Linked DNA regions of Pan troglodytes: all the other regions are linked to region 1. The links are chromatin contacts, called in public HiChIP or PLAC-seq maps. All regions are on one chromosome and are shown on one strand. The core of a region is the stretch at or near the end of the contact, and the rest is flanking DNA. Distances in the headings are between cores, read along the strand shown.

Evidence for each region. HiChIP or PLAC-seq counts read pairs in DNA pulled down with a chosen protein or histone mark.
Region 2: an H3K4me3 HiChIP or PLAC-seq map of stem cell-derived excitatory neurons shows a contact between it and region 1, with 4 times the contacts expected there. The contact joins the promoter of TMEM14A here to the promoter of EFHC1 in region 1. A contact is called at or near these places in 2 of 7 Hi-C or Micro-C datasets (induced pluripotent stem cells and lymphocytes) and 1 of 1 datasets of contacts at active chromatin or transcription factors (stem cell-derived excitatory neurons).
Region 3: an H3K4me3 HiChIP or PLAC-seq map of stem cell-derived excitatory neurons shows a contact between it and region 1, with 6 times the contacts expected there. The contact joins the promoter of TRAM2 here to the promoter of EFHC1 in region 1. A contact is called at or near these places in 2 of 7 Hi-C or Micro-C datasets (blood and stem cell-derived neural progenitor cells), 1 of 1 datasets of contacts at active chromatin or transcription factors (stem cell-derived excitatory neurons) and 1 of 1 other capture datasets (stem cell-derived neural stem cells).
Region 4: an H3K4me3 HiChIP or PLAC-seq map of stem cell-derived excitatory neurons shows a contact between it and region 1, with 2.3 times the contacts expected there. The contact joins the promoter of MCM3 here to the promoter of EFHC1 in region 1. A contact is called at or near these places in 1 of 7 Hi-C or Micro-C datasets (stem cell-derived neural progenitor cells) and 1 of 1 datasets of contacts at active chromatin or transcription factors (stem cell-derived excitatory neurons).

What each region holds. Positions count from the first base shown.
Region 1 is chr5:58,276,010-58,280,124 of NHGRI_mPanTro3-v2.0_pri, forward strand. EFHC1 (EF-hand domain containing 1) reads left to right here and starts at 1,904. Exons shown (of 11, transcript NM_001280343.1): 1 at 1,904-2,017. The coding sequence starts at 1,955.
Region 2 is chr5:58,524,952-58,529,066 of NHGRI_mPanTro3-v2.0_pri, forward strand. TMEM14A (transmembrane protein 14A) reads left to right here and starts at 2,153. Exons shown (of 5, transcript XM_003311333.4): 1 at 2,153-2,318.
Region 3 is chr5:58,432,949-58,437,063 of NHGRI_mPanTro3-v2.0_pri, forward strand. It overlaps TRAM2 (translocation associated membrane protein 2), which reads right to left and starts at 2,314. Exons shown (of 11, transcript XM_518539.9): 1 at 2,038-2,314. The coding sequence starts at 2,157. It overlaps LOC100611061 (a long non-coding RNA gene), which reads left to right and starts at 2,425. Exons shown (of 3, transcript XR_008548525.2): 1 at 2,425-3,859.
Region 4 is chr5:58,140,557-58,144,671 of NHGRI_mPanTro3-v2.0_pri, forward strand. It overlaps MCM3 (minichromosome maintenance complex component 3), which reads right to left and starts at 2,375. Exons shown (of 17, transcript XR_010158047.1): 1 at 2,170-2,375; 2 at 867-979; 3 at 229-437.

The sequences.
Region 1 (4,115 bases), core at 654-3,153:
CTAAGGTATAATACAACGGACAGGTACTTTAAAAGTTTTCAGTAACTTCCACAATGCTAACCAATGTTTGAGGAATATGATTACATTTATTTTTTAAAAAAATAAGCAAGTTTTGTAAAAAGCACCAAAGGCAAAAAAACTTCATTGAAGTTTTTAAAAAATGTATTAAACTGCTGCATTAAGGTAATGTACTTACAGAAAAAGAAAAAGAGGTTTAAAAAAGGACAAGAACAGGAAACAGATGTAGTAAGGGGAGAAGAGTTAGAAAAGAAACTCTCTGGGCAGGGTATGGTAAGCAGGCATCAATAACTGCCTCAGGTGCCACTTAATGCATTCATGTCCTGGGCCTCCTGAGCGTCACACAAATTAGTGAAACCCATCAGGGGGATTTGCTCTGACAAGCAGCAATAAAAGTAAAGCTGCTGTCTGTATTGGCAGTAAACTACCTGTGACACTGAGATATGCCTTCTGTGTCTGGCTTATTACTCTATCATGTTCCTAAACTGGCTTGTCACAAACGCCTGTTACAAAAATCAGATTCCTGGCCTCCATGTCAGACCTAATGAATCCAAATCTCTCGGCACGTGGCTTTTGATTACTTTTTATTTTTAAGCTCCTCAGCAATGATGGATAGCTTTCTTCCCCCCACCAAAAAAATGTTTCAGGAATAGGATTATGTTTCTTTTAAGAAAAAATAATTTAAGCAAGTTTTGTAAAAAGCATCAAAGGCTATACCTATGATGCTGACAATATTTCACCTCACTTATCTGCTTCTTTCCCAAGACTTAGTCTTTCTCTTTGAAGGAGCTGTGTTCCTCCTAGTGGTTCTGATCTTTTTCATTGCAGCTGCAGGTACAAACGAGGGATTGAGGTGACCACCCTTCAACCTGCAGCTCTTCAGTCAACAAAAATCAAGTACCTATCAGAGTGCACCCTGCCCTGCAGCACATATTCAAGGCTTTCCCTACAAGAACGAAGGTGTTTAACCGAAGGGATTGATGGTAGAATAAAGAGAGCTGGGCGCGGTGGCTCATGCCTGTAATCCCAGCACTTTGGGAGGCGAGGTGGGCGGATCGCTTGACCCCAGGAATTCGAGACCAGCTTGGACAACATAGTGGGACACTATCTCTACGGAAGGAGGGAAGTAGGGAAGGAAGGAAGGAAGGAAGCAAGGAGGGAAGGAGGGACGGAGGGAAGGAAGGAAGGAAAAAGAAAGAAAAGAAAGGAAAGAAAGAAAGAAAGAAAGAGAAAGATTGATTTTAAAAAAAAGTTAAAAGGGGAAAAATACAATGTGGCAGTGGGAGAATTAAGGATGAGATGATTGCATTAGTTCATTGACCATCCCTGAGCAACAGAAACACAATCATGGGTAATCCTCGGCCCCTACCTACAAGAAGCATGGGTCTAGTTTAGTAGCACTGCCAACTGGACCGACCATTTACACTTCTGTGTGAAATGGGGCAGAGCGGGGAGAAAAGAGTGCCTGAGCTCACAGCGTTGGCGGGGCGCAGTGAGGTCCGCCAGGACTAGGTGGAAGGAGAGAAGGAACGTCCCTCTCTGCAACTCATCTAAGGGCCTGCTCGGACCCCGGATCTCACAGCGAGAACTACCGCCTCGCTACACCCGCCTTTCCCCGCGCCACCCAACAGCTCCCACGTCTCATCCTCCGGGAGCGGGGCGGGGCGAAGCGGAAGAGGAGGGGCCGACACAACCACGCCCACTAGCCGCGCTCCAAGGCCGCGGCCCCCTTACCGCGAGAACGCGGAGTCCTGCGGATGGCGCACGCGCAAACCTCCTGTGACGCCTGCGCCTCCTGGCCCCGCCTTCCGCTCGTGGGAGTTCCGGATGTTTAGCGTTACCATGGAGCCTGGAGGTGCCCGCGAACGCTGCTCGTCGCCTGGGCAACCGGAGAGGACGAAGCAGGACCTAGGTGGCGGCGGTGGTACCGGCTGCAATGGTGTCCAATCCCGTGCATGGCTTGCCCTTTCTTCCGGGCACGTCCTTTAAGGACTCTACGGTGAGCAGTTATCTGCCAGACTCCCACCTGTCCCCACCTTCCAGCAGCCCAGGAGGTTTCCCCTCTCAGTGCACCTCCATTCCCCTCCACTCAAGTCTGTCTTCTCTCCAAACACGTCTTCTGTCCTGACCCTGTTCTTTATTCTGGGCCGAACTTCTGCCGTTCTTCCCTAGCCATCCTCATCCCCTCTCTCCGATCCTTTGCCCTCCGCCTCATCCCTCTCTAGTTTTTTCCCACTCCATCTTGGCAGTGTGTTGGCGCCTTCATTCTCATCCCGTTAGCCGCGTTCTTTCTTACGGCCCTGCTCCTCCAAGCCCCTGCCTCTTGTCCCTTTAGATCACTATTTCCCCCACCCTACTCCCAACCTATCTCTGGGCCCTCTCCCTAGCTCGTTCTCTCACATCATAACCTGTCTCCGTCCATCGCCGCCCTTAAACCCCCCCGCCACTATGCACCTTCATCCTCATTCCCACAGGTCCGTCATTCCCGCCCCACCTCTTCCTCTTCTGAATCCTGTACCCGGTAGTATCTCCCACTCCCAGCTCCATTTCCTGTTTTGTATGTATATCGATTCCGCTCCTCTTCTTTCCGCCAGGTCTTTTTCCTTTCTTCTTTATCTTGCATCCAACCCCATTCTTTTCTCTCCATCTTCTACATTTTCCACAATTTAGTCCCATCCTCTCCCCATTCTTTTCTTTCTCCATTGCGGGTTTTCCCCAAAACTTGCTCACCTTCCTCCCAAAGCATCTTTCCCTGCTTTGTAAGAGATATTCCTTTCCAGTTCCCTCAAGAATTGATTAGTTGCTGTTTATTCTTCCCCGGCTCTATTCTTTTTATTCTAACGTTTTTGTAAAAAGATTCCTGTTTAGATTTTGTTTTGCTCCTTCCCCAACCTTGTGTTTTTATTTGCATTTTCTAGACAAAATTTTTTAAAAAGTAGCAGCAGCTTGGATTCTTTTTTTTTTTTTAAACTCTTGCCACAGTTTAGCTCTTAAAATTATTTGGTTTGTTTTAATTCTGACGGGGCTACTGAAATGTATGTGCTGAAAAATCAATAATGAGATTCAGTAGACTGATCATCACAGATGAGCTAACAGTAGTTTATGTTTATATAGTTTAATACTTTAAACTCTTGCCTTCCTCTCCAGCTTCACAAAGTTAAAATATTTTGTCAATTTATTTTCTTCGGAAGAATCAATTTAGAATGAAATCGAAAGTTTGGTGAGAGAATTTGTATTCTGAATCTCTGTAATTATCCCTGCATTAAGACACAACATCATAGATTTTTAGTTTCAGTGGACTTTTCAGTTTTATGTAATTTAGAAAATGTTGTAGGCACTTGCCTGCCCTATACAGGATGAGCTTAAGCTTTTGGTGTTGGTGAGTGTAGACAGGGCTGAGTTGATACAGGGAATTACAGAGGTGTGGATGGAAGTGCAAAGCTCTAAAAACATATTGCTGTATTACAAGTAAGAAGAACTGTGCATTGGACGTATTTCAGATTTTAAATACACTGGCCAAGTGTCAACCAATTTGCCCTATTTGAAATTTGAAAAGCATCGTCAGTATATCTTCAGCAGTGAAGGACTGAATATGTATTAATGTAATTCTAAAGACATGCAGATAAGAAGTTAAAAAAATTTTAAAGGGGAGTGGGAAAACGATTTAAAAAAAAGACACACAGAAGGTGAACCATAATGGACAAGAGGGGTGGAAAGGGCCGAGGTTGCCTTGCCTGGGGTGCCTGTGAGTTATGGCTGAATGATGGTAGAGACATTTGTCTAAAACAAAGAAATAAACTGAAGTCACTGATGTTGCTTCTGTCTTTGGTGGTGGAAGAAGAGCTTGAAGTTCCATAAATTACCCAATGAGGATGTCAACTCAGCGCATTTTGTTCTATGTCATGTTTACTATATACCTGGAGCAGTCCCTGTCAACTGACTTGTGACTCTGAATACATGACCTTTAAAAACAAATGTCCACAGTTTATAACCCTTTTAGCAAAAGAAGTTTATTCTGTTGTACCTTTCATGTTAGTACAGATCTTGAAAGATGGTAGGCTGGGCTCTAAAGCAATTAGGATGTAGAAAGTTTTTTT
Region 2 (4,115 bases), core at 903-3,402, 250 kb after region 1:
CCTGTGTCTCTGTCATCACTAGGAATCACAGATATCCATGTTACAGATATCTTAAAATAGTTATGTACAGCACCACTCTGAAATTATGGTAATAATTAGATCCACCCCCTAGGTCTTGTAATCTTTAATATGTTAATAAAGAAGCACATCTATTATGTGACAGATTTAAATGTTTAAGAATTTGATTTCAATGAAATTGCATTTCAATAAAATTGGCTTCCTTTGCAATCCTGTGTATTTTATTTTGTGCATTTCTCCAGACTGCCAAAGGGGTTGGTGACACATTGAAAGTTAAGAGTCTCTGCTGTGGATCATGCATAGAAGGCTTTACAAAACGGTTGAGGGGAATAGGCTTTCCTGCATCCTTACCTTGGGCTGCAGCCTTTCCGTTAGCTGGAGAAGGCAGCAGCTGGTGCCTATGAGTTGAGAGGGCAGTGGTCCCTTTGCCTAAGAACCATCCTGTTCCCACATATTCAAGGGTATGGAATTCCCATAATATTCAAAGAGTTTTTCTTTAGTTTTAGGTGATACGCCTTGAGTAGGAATATCATGAGGCTGTTTCCAGCTTCGAGTATGTTGGTGACAGGGTGTAAGGGATCTCAGAGCATCTAGTCTTGTCCATATCTTAAATCCAGGCACTGAGGTCCAGAGGGGAGTTATTTACCCAGGTCACATCAGATGAAGATAATAAAGTATTCCAAGAGGATTTTAGTTTTATTCCAAATAGGGTAAGTGTTCTGAGAGTGTGAGGAGAGAAGGTGAGGAGGCTGGGGTAAGGATGGGCATAGAAGGGGATGGAAAGGAGTGCTGAGAGAACTCAGAACCAAATTTCAGGCTATCACTTTCTCCACGCCACATTCCAATGCCTTGCCATCAACTCTTCTGTGAATCTTCAGGAATTTTATTAATTCCCCAGGACCAACTTAGACTTTCATAAGTTAGATGTAGTTATATTACTTCCCTGAAGCACTTTTATGCACAAAGAATAGATGTAGCAAACAAACTTCACAAGATTTAGTTTTTGAGTTTCCTTTTTTATTCTGAGGAATTCCGCTGTAATTCTCAGTGACACAGAACCTCTAGAGCTACTTCACTATGACAGCCTTCTTCAAATCTCCAAAGGGCTATTACATAAGGAAGAGGGTCGGAGTTCTGTATTCATCAAGAAGGCAGAAGATTGAGATGATAAGTTGCTACAGGGAGGCATAATTTAAAGTCAATTTAAACTGTAATCCCAGCACTTCGGGAGGCAGAGGCGGGAGGATTGCTTTGAGCTCAGGAGTTCAAGACCCTCCTGGGCAACACAGTGAAACCCGGTCTCTACAAAAAAAAAAAATAGTCGGGTGAGGTGGCACACACCTGTAATCCTAGCTACTTGGGAGGTTGAGGCTGGAGAATCGCTTGAACCCAGGAGGCAGGAGGCAGAGGTTGCAGTGAGACGGGATGGTGCCACTGCACTCCAGCCTGGGCGACCGACTGAGATCCTGTATTTAAAAAAAAAATAAGGTCAATTTAAGTTTCGTTCCTGGGATTGGGCGGATTGCCTTGGATTAGGCAAGGTTTTAAAGGCTTTCCAACTCTGGAATTCTATACCTTTCCCAGTAGATATCTAAACCCAGCAAATCCTGGGCCTGAAGTTTAAACTAGGATCCTCGTCTCCCAACCACATCTAGATGATCCCATAGTGTAATGAAGGGTGCTTGGGCTTTGACACCAGGCAAACTTGGATTTTGACCTGGGACAACTAAGTCACTTGACCTCACTGAACCTTAGCTCCCTCCACTGACAGTGGGGACAGTCTGCTGGAGGGTGTGTAGAAGACCTCGGGTTGCCTTTTGGAGGTTCTGGAAATGTCCCTTGAAAGATGAATGGAATTAATTTAAAAATCTTCGCCTTCTGTAATTTTGGCTTCTTGCAAACACGCTTCCTGCCAGTCCTGCTCCGTCAGGCGGGAGGCAGCAAACCCCAGCCCTGGCTCCAGGACAGGGCCGAAGGCAGGATAGACGGAGCAACGGGTCCGGCTGCCGCCGGGATGTTGCAGCACAGGGCCTCCTGGCTGCCTGGCCTACAGGCCGCCCGGATTCAGCCGGAGGGCATGGACCGGGCGGAGTCCTGCAAGGCGAGAAGGGACATAGCGCATGCGCGCGGCAGGGAGGGCGTTTCCAGGAGGGAGCGGCCTTTGCTCAGCGCGAGACGGCTGGGCGCCGAGTGGGACGGAGCTGGTGCGGAGACTGCTTCCGGACTCCAGGTACCGCGCTTGGCGGCAGCTGGCCCCAGACTTCTGTCTTTTCAGCTGCAGTGAAGGCTCGGGGCTGCAGGTGAGCTGTGCATCCCGCAATGGAGACCTTCCTGCTCTGAATTTTCTTACAAAACTGCAGAAATATAAGGGGCGTTGCTTAGCGGGCATCCCCTCCCCCGCGCCAAACCTGTACAGCAAATGATGATGCAGAGGACCTTGAGGGGATTTTGCAGGGCATCGGTCTTACCTCCGCGGTATCATTTTTCTCCTCCTCCCGAGTTTCTGCCTTCTGGTATCCCTAAATATCCCACCTATCCTGCCTCCTACCTTCCTGGAACTGGGGTGGTGGGGTGGGCTCATGGACCACTGCAAAATGCTTGGCAGGAATTTTAACCTTCTCAGCACCACCCAGACCCCACTCGAAAATGTGCCTTTTGTGCCCTCCAAGAGCTCAAGGGTAGGTAATTGTTATATCTTTAGCATGTGAAAATGCTTTTTATATAACAGTTCACCGAAAATCTCTTAGTTTTCCGAATTTTGGAGGATTTGGGGCGGGCAGAGAGGCTGTCCCCTGTCACCTTGTTTTGTACCTGGTATGGTAAATCGTTTTGCTGCATTGCATCCAAGATGCGTTTTAGTCCTTCCAAGGCTTGAGCATCACATTTGTGATGAGAGCGTGTGATGTGCTGTGCACATCCTCTCCCACCTTATCCCTTCCATGTTAACACAGCCTTTGCCTTTAATGTGTGCTTCTGGCCTGGCCACATGGCTCCGTCATGGAATAGGTGATTCTTTTGTCTGAATATTCTCTGTGAGAACAGAGTCTTCTTGCAAGCATTGGGAGTAGATTTATTTTGCCTCTTTAGAACAACAGTCAGTTCACTAAGGAGATTAAGGGGCTACCTGTTTCCTGGCAATAAAGCTCTATTGGGTAGGTCAGTTACAGAATGTCTTCAGGCAGAAGCTGTTCCTTTGGTTCACTCACTCATTTATTCATTTAACAAGTATTTTAAGTACCTGCCTTGTGCATGGCAGGGTTCTTGGTGCTGTGAGGAGGACAAAGATAAACTGAACCTTGGTTTGCCCTCAAGGAGCTTGGCTGGCTGAGAGTTGAGAGAATCCCAACCAAGTAAAAGGGTGTGGGTCCTCAAGAGAAGATCGCAGGAAGAGCTGGGGGGCTCAGGATGGAGTGGAATTAATCTTTCACAACAGCTACTTAGCTTTAGGAGAAAATTAGGTCTAGAAGTTACACCTGATAATGAAAGAACTCTCATAAGCTTCAGATCTGTATGTAAGGGTGTTTTCCGGACTGTGTGTTGGGCGTCTCAGACTGAATACATTCTAAACACGTCCCATCATTCCTAGCCACCTCCGTCTTCCCCCCGCCACACACCTGCTGCTCTTCCCATGTTCTCTGTCTCAGGGAATAGCATGAGGCTCCCCGACTCCCTACTTCTCCTAATGGTCTAAGCCAGATACCTAGGGGTGAGTCATCTCTGATTCACCCCTGACTTTCCCTTCCCGCCTCAAATTCAATTCTGCTGATTCTACCTCCTGAACTTCTGAAATCTGTCCACCTTCTCTCCATTCTCATTGCCATTTCTCTAGATAAGCCTACCGTTATCAACTAAGCTCTTGCTTGCTTTACTGCAACAGCTTCCCGATTTATCTCCCTGCCTCACTTCACAACCCATCTTCACTACTGCAACTGGGAAGTGCTTGCTGGAATTTAAATCTGATTGTGAGGCTCCCTTCAGTGATCCTTCATTGCCCTTAGGACGGAACCAGACTCCCTTTACGGGGCTTATGTGGGTGTACAGCCCTGTCTTTCTCACCAGCACCCTCTCTTTTCACAAGCCCCTTGCACTTTTCATTT
Region 3 (4,115 bases), core at 1,064-3,563, 160 kb after region 1:
CAGGTTTAATGCACAGGACTTTCCATAAGACTAGAGACCCAGGGAAGGAGTTAGGTACCAAACTCAAATGCTGGCAGCCCTTTCTGAGCAAAGATAAAACAGGGAGGGCCACAAACCCTAACAAACGCTAGAAATATGACACAGAGAGCCACAGGCTATGCGAGAAACTTCGTCGCTGCAGAGCCTGTGGCTTTGAGGTTTACAGCTGTCACGTGTATCTTTCCAGCCACACCCTCCAAGGCTGGGGACACGCACTTGGAGGCCTCTTAGAATGGAGGACAGCAAACAGACAGCGGAGAATGCGCTGGGCAAAGGAAATTCTGTTATTTTGTTAAGCTATTATTATGATAAATAATCACAGGGCTCCAGGCGCAAGAGACTTTTTCATGTTGGTAGGAGATGTTATGGCTTTTGTTGCTGATATGATCTCAGTTAAACCTTACAACCACCCTGTGAGGAAGACCAGTTTTATGAACGTCTTTAATGATGGGGAAACTGAGGCTGCAGTCAGTTTTCAGTCAGACTAGTCACAGAACAGGGACTGAGACACACGGATATGACTCTGTGTGACACCACACACTTCCAGGGGAGAACCCAGAACAAGGTGGAGCAAGGCCGACCCAATATACCACTAGAGAGAGCTGTGAGAGGGCGAGGAAGGAGAGAGGGACTGAACTAAAGGAGCACTATCAAAAAGTGGAGTGGAGACCCCAGTCCTAGCACCACCGTTTATTTCCTACAGACCCTAAAGCCCAGCCACGGACACATTCATTCATCCAACCCTGACTTGGCCACCACAAGAATGTTCCCAGCTTGAGGGCAGCTTCGCCAGCCAATTAGGGCCCTTGTCATTCGCAGAGATACAGGGAACCCGAGACAGAGGGACAGGGAAGGAAATTTAGCCAGGCAAGCCATCCTCCATCTCCAAGGAAGTTTGTAAATGATCACAGCTTCCTAACCCAACCGTGAGAATGCAATAAGCAAGCTGACGCAGAAGGGAGGACAAGGAGTCTCAGGAACCAGAGGAGACCACGGTGAGAGTGAGGGGAATGTCGCTCACATATCTCACTTCTGAGACAAGATATACCGCAACAAACCCATGCCAAGCTTCCTCCAGTTCTTCCCACTTTTGAATATCACATTTTTCTTGCTCTGCAAGAGTAGGGAATCCTTCCCATCAGTCTTGTGAATTCTGACCCCTTGCTGGCTTTCTACAACTCCCTGCCTGGGAGGCCGACACCAGGACATTGCTGTTGGGGGTGGGATCCCCATCCTCTGCCCCCCACTCCTACACTATAAGAGAATCAACTTTCCCCAAAAAGTGGAGGGTATCCCTGTCTCTCTTCTTGTCTCTGTAAAGGGGGTGAAGCTCTGGGTCGCCGCAGATGGATCTAAAGGGACAGTTCACGGAGTGGTAAAGGATATCCAAAAATTGGCCTTCTAGAGCACAGCAAAAAAGTGGGAGCGACACGAGAGCAGAAGGCCACTGCTGGGATGGGGCCAGGGCCACACGTGAACATCCGAGCACGTTCCAGAGCTGAGATGCAAAACACCCAGGAAATCACATAGGAAGTGGAAAAGGTTCTGGGTCTCTCCCACTGGAAAAGCCCAGAAGAGCTAGTGGCCACCCCTTGGGGTAAGAGGGGGTTGTGCAATGACTGCGGGTCTGGGAGTCTCTGGGCTTGGCTCCTGGACGCCAGAAAGGGAACCCCACGCGTCAAGCCAGGGTGGCAGCGCGGCGGTTGGTTCGAGGCCAGGCTGGGGTTTCAGGGCTGCAGACAGAGCTGCAGGATACGATGAGTGCCCAAGGGGGCGGCAGAGCATGGCATGGCTGGCACGGCGCGGAGCTGGGGGTGCTGTCTGGGCTGGCCGGGGTACAGGCCGGAGGGGTACAGTGCACAAAGCCGGGGTGCCGATAACGTACACGGCAGCCAGGAGCCTCCGATCAGAGGAGGGCCCGCTGACCTGCAGGGGTGTGCCGGGCGGTGCACGACAGGGGGCACTGTCCCTCCAGCTCCCTCCTCCCCAGGCTCTCACCTCGAACATAAGCCCGATGAGGACGCAGAGCACCAGGCAGAAGCCGATGTCCGCATGGTTGTGGATGACGAACTCCTGGCTGAAGAGCGGGTAACTTTTCGTCCTCCTGCGGAAAGCCATGGCAGCGGGCGCGCAGCGGCCGGCGGGGCCCGCACCCTGCGCTCACGAACCGCAGCGCAAACTTCTCCAGCACCGGCCCGGTCCGCCCGCCGGCCCGCCGCCCGCTCTCCCACAGCCGCCCGCCCGCCCAGCGCGGAACAACTTCGGGGCCCGCCCCCTTCCTCCGCCCGCCCCCGCCGCCCGTAACCGCCCCCGGCCGCAGCCCCCGCCCAGCCCCCGCCCAGCCCGCGGCCCGCACTCGGCGCGCCTGGCCCCGCCCCCCGCGGGCTTAACCCTCTAGCCGCTGGGCACGCGCGGGCTGCCGGGGCGGAGGCGTACGGGGGCGGCGAGCGGGACTCGGCTCCTCCTCGTCCCGCGCCAGCGCCGCGCCCGGCCGCATTCTTGGGGCCCGAGGCTCAGCAGCTCGCGGCGGAGAAAGCAGGCCGCGGAGGAGGCGGGCGCCCAGGCCTGCCCGGACAGGAAGTGGGCCCAGCTTTCCCACTCCTCGCTCCGCTCCTTCCTCCGCGGGAAGGGCAGGCCCCGGAGGCAGCGAGCGCCCCGGGGGTGGCCGGGCAGCCGGATGCTCCCGGGGTTGCGGGCTGTGGCCCCGGGGGCTGAGGGCGGCGCGGGTGCGGCGGAAGCAGGGAAGCCGCGAACCGGCCTTCTGGCTGGCCACAGCGCCCTGCACGGACGATCAGTGAATGGAGATTGCTCAAGTATTTATCGAGAACTTGCAGTGGGCTAGGCACGGTTCAGGTAGATCAACAAACCGAAAGACCCTGCCCTAGGGGAGCTTTCGCTCCAATGCGGGGAGAGGGTGGATGATTGCAGTTTTGCCCAGTAATTTTTGGGACCCTCATGCCACCATTAATTAGCTACACACATCTCACCGAAAGTCTACCTTACATATTAATCAGAAGAAGTGGAAGAATAAACACAGAAGAAGCAAAAAAGGAAGGAACTTTCTCACTGAAAGTTTCTATTTAATATTAAGTCTTAAAAGTACTCCTGGAAGGACAAAAGGTGTTCTTAATAAATTATATTCGCAAATATTGGATTTAATCCTACCAGTAATGAAGCAGTCAGTTACTTTCTAGATGTGCAGAAATACGTAATGAACAAAAAAAACTAATTCCTATTCCATTTTTTATTAGGTCCACAGTTATTTCACTTCTAAATAAATATGATTTTTTAAAAGTGGCACGCGGTGGAATGTAATTGAGACAGGATGGAGTTCCTAGAGAAATTTTACTTCCTCGATCTGCACTCCACCTTATTTAAAATACAGTCTTGGGTCTGTAATTCCCTTATCTGACTCTCAAGGAAATGAAAAAGTAATGCCTAGATTGGACTAAACCTCATTTAACTTCAAGACTGACCTTTCTCAAAGTTGAACCTTCGTCTTGTGAGGAACAGAAAGATCAAGAACTCTGAAGCACCTCGACTTTCCACCTGTGAAGATGTGTTCAAATTTGCAACGTGCGGCCACACCTATGAGGTTGAACTTAATACAATTGGTTTCTTTATAGGTTTAGATGGTTGAATTTAAGTTACCCCCACTGCTATTATTATTATTATTATTATTATTATTATTATTATTTTGAGACAGAGTCTTAACTCTGTTGCCCAGGCAGGAGTGCAGTGGCGAGATCTTGACTCACTGCAACCTCTGCCTCCTGGCTTCAAGCAATTCTCATGCTTCAGCCTGTAGCTGGAACTACAGGTATGTGCCACCACACCCGGCTAATTTTCGTATTTTTTAGTAGAGGTGGGGGTTTCACCATGTTGACCAGGCTGGTCTCGAACTCCTGACCGCAAGCGATCCGCCATTTTTTGAGATGGATTCTCTGTTGCCCAAGCTGGAGTGCCGTGACGCCATCTCGGCTCACTGGAACCTCCTCCTTCCAGGTTCAAGCAATTCTCCTGCCTCAGCCTCCTGAGTAGCTGAGATTACAGGTGCCCTCCACCACCCCCTGCTA
Region 4 (4,115 bases), core at 1,125-3,624, 130 kb before region 1:
GGAACCAAGACTCCTCCAGCTCTCAGCAGAATTCATCATTCTACTAACACATGTGATTACTCAAGGTCCCCCAATCATTGTACACCCTGAGCCCCTCCAAGTTTTACCACATAATTCCAATGCCCCACCTCTTTGAAGCCACAAGCTACCCAGATCTACTTTGCCTCTCCTGCTTTCCCCATCTCCCTGTCTATTCATTTCCTTAGCGGCCCCCTTTAACCCACTTACATTTAGTGACAATGCCCTCCACACAGACCACACAGCTGAGGAAGCAGGAGGTAAGAGTCCGTGGGGAGACGTGCTTGGAGCCAAAGCTGCCTTCCAGTCCTACGTAGAACTCCTCATACTGCTTGGCATAGGTAGCATCAATGGAGGCCACAAAATCCTTTAAGGCCCGCTGGAAGGCAACCAGCTCCTCAAAGGCATTGTTCAGAAGCCTGTACATAAGCAAGAGAAAGAAAAATTAGACAGGGCAGAACTCAAAAAAATGGATCCTCAAAACAGCAGACATTCTTAGATCATTAAAAACAATGAGAAAATCCAGCTTCTGCTTTCTCCCATAAGTCTCAGTAAAACACCATCCTATAAGACTCAGTAAAATACCAGAACTAAGGACCAACTTCACCTCAACTTATCAAAGATATAAAAATGATATTCAGCTAAACATTGGAAGGAGGGGCATTTGGGAGGAAAATGCCAACCACCCACTTTTTGAAAAAAAAAAAAAAAATAGGTGCAGGTGAGCTACGAGGGCTTGTAGATCAATCCTGTTTCATACAAGTCCTCTCCTGAGAGGCTGTTCCAATCTGGCCAAGAGGGAAGGGAGCCATTCTCACTGACAGCCAGTATATCCCCTTGCCTCTCACCGGTTAGCCCTCTTCTCGTTTTTCCTGCGCAGGTCATTCACATTGACAATCAGCCGGTATTGGTTGTCACTGATCAGCTCCCGAACTTTGCTCTGATAAATTCCCTGGTCTTCCTGCAAAACAGCCACCACATATCACCATAGCCACAAATTTAAAAACAATGTTTCTAAACAGAAGTAGTTCTCATAGCCAGATAGCTAAGTCAATCTCTGCAGCAGAGCTGAATCCCCAGTAAGTACGTGCTCATCAATTTCTCCCTTTCATTCACTATTTTTAGATTCGAAATAACACCCTAAGAGGGGACTATAAGAATTATAATGACTTCCTCAAGGTCCATGCTGTTATTCCCATCATCATGGACAACTTTTCTGCATGCTGTAATTTCTGTCTTTAGTGGAGAATTAAAATGAGCTCATGAGAAGTCTAAATGGACAGTAAGTGCAAACTTTGTTAAAATGTTAAGTTAAACCTAGCAATGTGAATGTTAAAGGTAACAACGTGAATAGATGGATATGTTGTTTCACTGTAGTAATCATTTCACCATGTATATCAAAACATGTGCACTTCAGATATATATAATAAAAATGTAAATAAAACAGACTCTTAGTAGTCACATTAAAATGGCTTTTCATTTAAGAATTATATAAAAAGTAATATTTTTTCCAATCATCTCTATAATACGGAAAGGGTTCTCATACCCCGACCTAAAGGAATAGAGAATCTCAGCTATTTGGTCACATCATCAACCCTTCAAGATGGTTTTTTCAACATTCTATGGCTTTAAGTCTTGGGTTGCACATAAAATCCCCTTGGCCTGCACACAAAACACTTTTTATCTGCATCTTAGTTGGTACTGAAAAAGAATGCAGCCGAATTAGGGAGTCTTTTCCTCCTGGTAAAAAGTCAGTCCCTAAAATCTGAGCACTCTGCAACGCGGCTGGTCACTATAGCCCTAGGGCAGCCCCTCCCCCACAGTCTCCTCAAATCAAGAGAGAGCAGTGAAATGCAAAAGGCCGAGGTGGGCTTTGCCAATCTGCTTGCACTTAATGGGAACCTGTCGCCTTTTGCGCGCCCGGACCATCGCTTGTACTTAGGAGAAAGCTGGCTTCCTAAGAGTTCACTTATCGAACACAAACTAGCGAGTCCGGCGTTGAGAAGTTACAAGATTGGGGCTGGAGGCTCGGGCCCGGCAGGCTCCGCTGCGGCACACGGTCTGGAGGCCTGGCGGGCCTCTGGCTTCCCGGCCGGGCCGCGTCCGCAGGGGCTCCGAGCGCTAGAGCCCGCGCGCCGGCGCCTCCCTCACCTCGTCGTCCAGGAAGTCCAGGTAATCTCTCTGAGCCTCCCGCAGCTCCACATCGTCCAGCACCACGGTACCCGCCATGCCCGCTGCCAAAGAACTACCTCCACCAAAGTCGCGTGGAGGTTCCCAGGATGACTCCACCCCGGCGCGAAAACTTCCGAACTCTTCCCGCCACCAAAGGTTACCTCGAGGAAGAGGCGGGGACCTTGGGAGCATATAAGCATTATGATTGGCTGAGTTCTCTGAGGTCGGACTAGCGACTGTCCAATCAAAAGCTTCTTCTTCTTCGGGTTTTCCGCTGCGCGCCCCGCGGTGGCGGGAAACGTACCATCCGGGATTCTCTGTTCCTCCCCTCCCTCCGCCTCCCTCACTGACGAGCAAACTGACCAATAGGGCTGAGAGGAGACAGGCTGGCGAGAGGGAAAGCGTTGCGTTCTGGGAGTTGTAGTGTTCTCCCTCCTTTCCGGATGTTTTTGCAGGGTTTTTCAAGCTGCAGAACTTTTGACCCGATGCAACGACCAAATTCAGAGGATGGTGCTTTATAACGCAGGAAGATGAAAACATAAAAGCAAATCATTTTTAAGATATATCCAAATCAGAACTGCCCTCCAGTGGCATCCTAGTGTAAAAGTGGATTTTGAGAATCTATAGGATAGAATATAGAACTATAGTACCTTAGGGAAGGATTAGTTAAAAACCCATTTGCTATCTGATACCGTTGCCTGACGAACTCCATAAAGACATCGCCGCAGAGAAGGATGAAGTGAAAAAAAAAAATCTGTGTTTACCCTGCCCCCTAGAGACTTCATCGTGTGTTATACAAATTCTGGAAACCGTTACTACTCCATCTTACTTAATAACAGGTAAATTAAAGGCTTTCTGGTCTTATAAAAAGATCACAGGATCCTTTTAAGTAACTTAGCTTACTGAACGATCAGCTCAAGAGGGGAAAAAGTGTTTCACGTCACTTTGATTAAATATCAATCAGTAACTAACAGCAAATCTGAAACCATAATGACTAAAAGATCATCGCACGTCCACATTTGTATGTTTGTTTTCAGTCCGTCGTGGTTGGCTTTTTGTTATATTTCTAGTTTTATTTTGAGATATAATGTATATACAGTAAAATGCACAAATCTTAAGTGTACAGCTCAGTGAATTTTTACCTGTGCTTACACCCATGTAACCACTCTGCACAATAAAGAGCAAGCCCATTGCCCCAGCATGTGTTTTTAATTTTACTGAACAAGAAACTGAAATACTGGATTGCCCAACATCAGACATTTGATAACTCTTTATCTGAAATTTCAGCCAACTATTAGCTTATGTTTTAAAGTCTTCTGGACTCACTATGTACTGATAAATATTCTAAGAATAATCTGCCTAAACAAAATATATATGCCATCTATTTGTGTGGGTATATGTATTTCCAGTTATTATTCAGTTTATAGTTACTGTATGTTTTGTGCCATCCTAGTGGGCAGATAAATCGATCCTTAGCCAAAGCAAAAAGGCTGTCATTTGACTGCTTGCTTTTATGTTTATTAACGGGCAAAAAAAAAAGAAAATTCTAGAATAAAGATACTGTTTGCCGTTATATAGCAAGAGGTAATTACTGATTTATTAAGACTTTTTACTCATAACTCTTATTTTATGAACTTATTGGACAGAGTACTGAGATATCCTCTGCTCCGGAAACAATTTGAAATTAACGCTAAAAGAACCGGGAAGCTTAGTTCAAACTAGCAAAGAAGTCGAGTCATTTGTAGTAGAAAGTCCAAAAGAGTGGAAATCTGAAAACCACATCTTTGATTCTCACACTTTTTTCTGGGCTTGTTTCCTTATATACAGTATAAGATGAAGAAACTGAATTAGAATATCTCTGATAATCTGTCTTACTCTAACATTCCATGAGCTAATGGCAAATTTGGAAACTATGTAAAGACAAT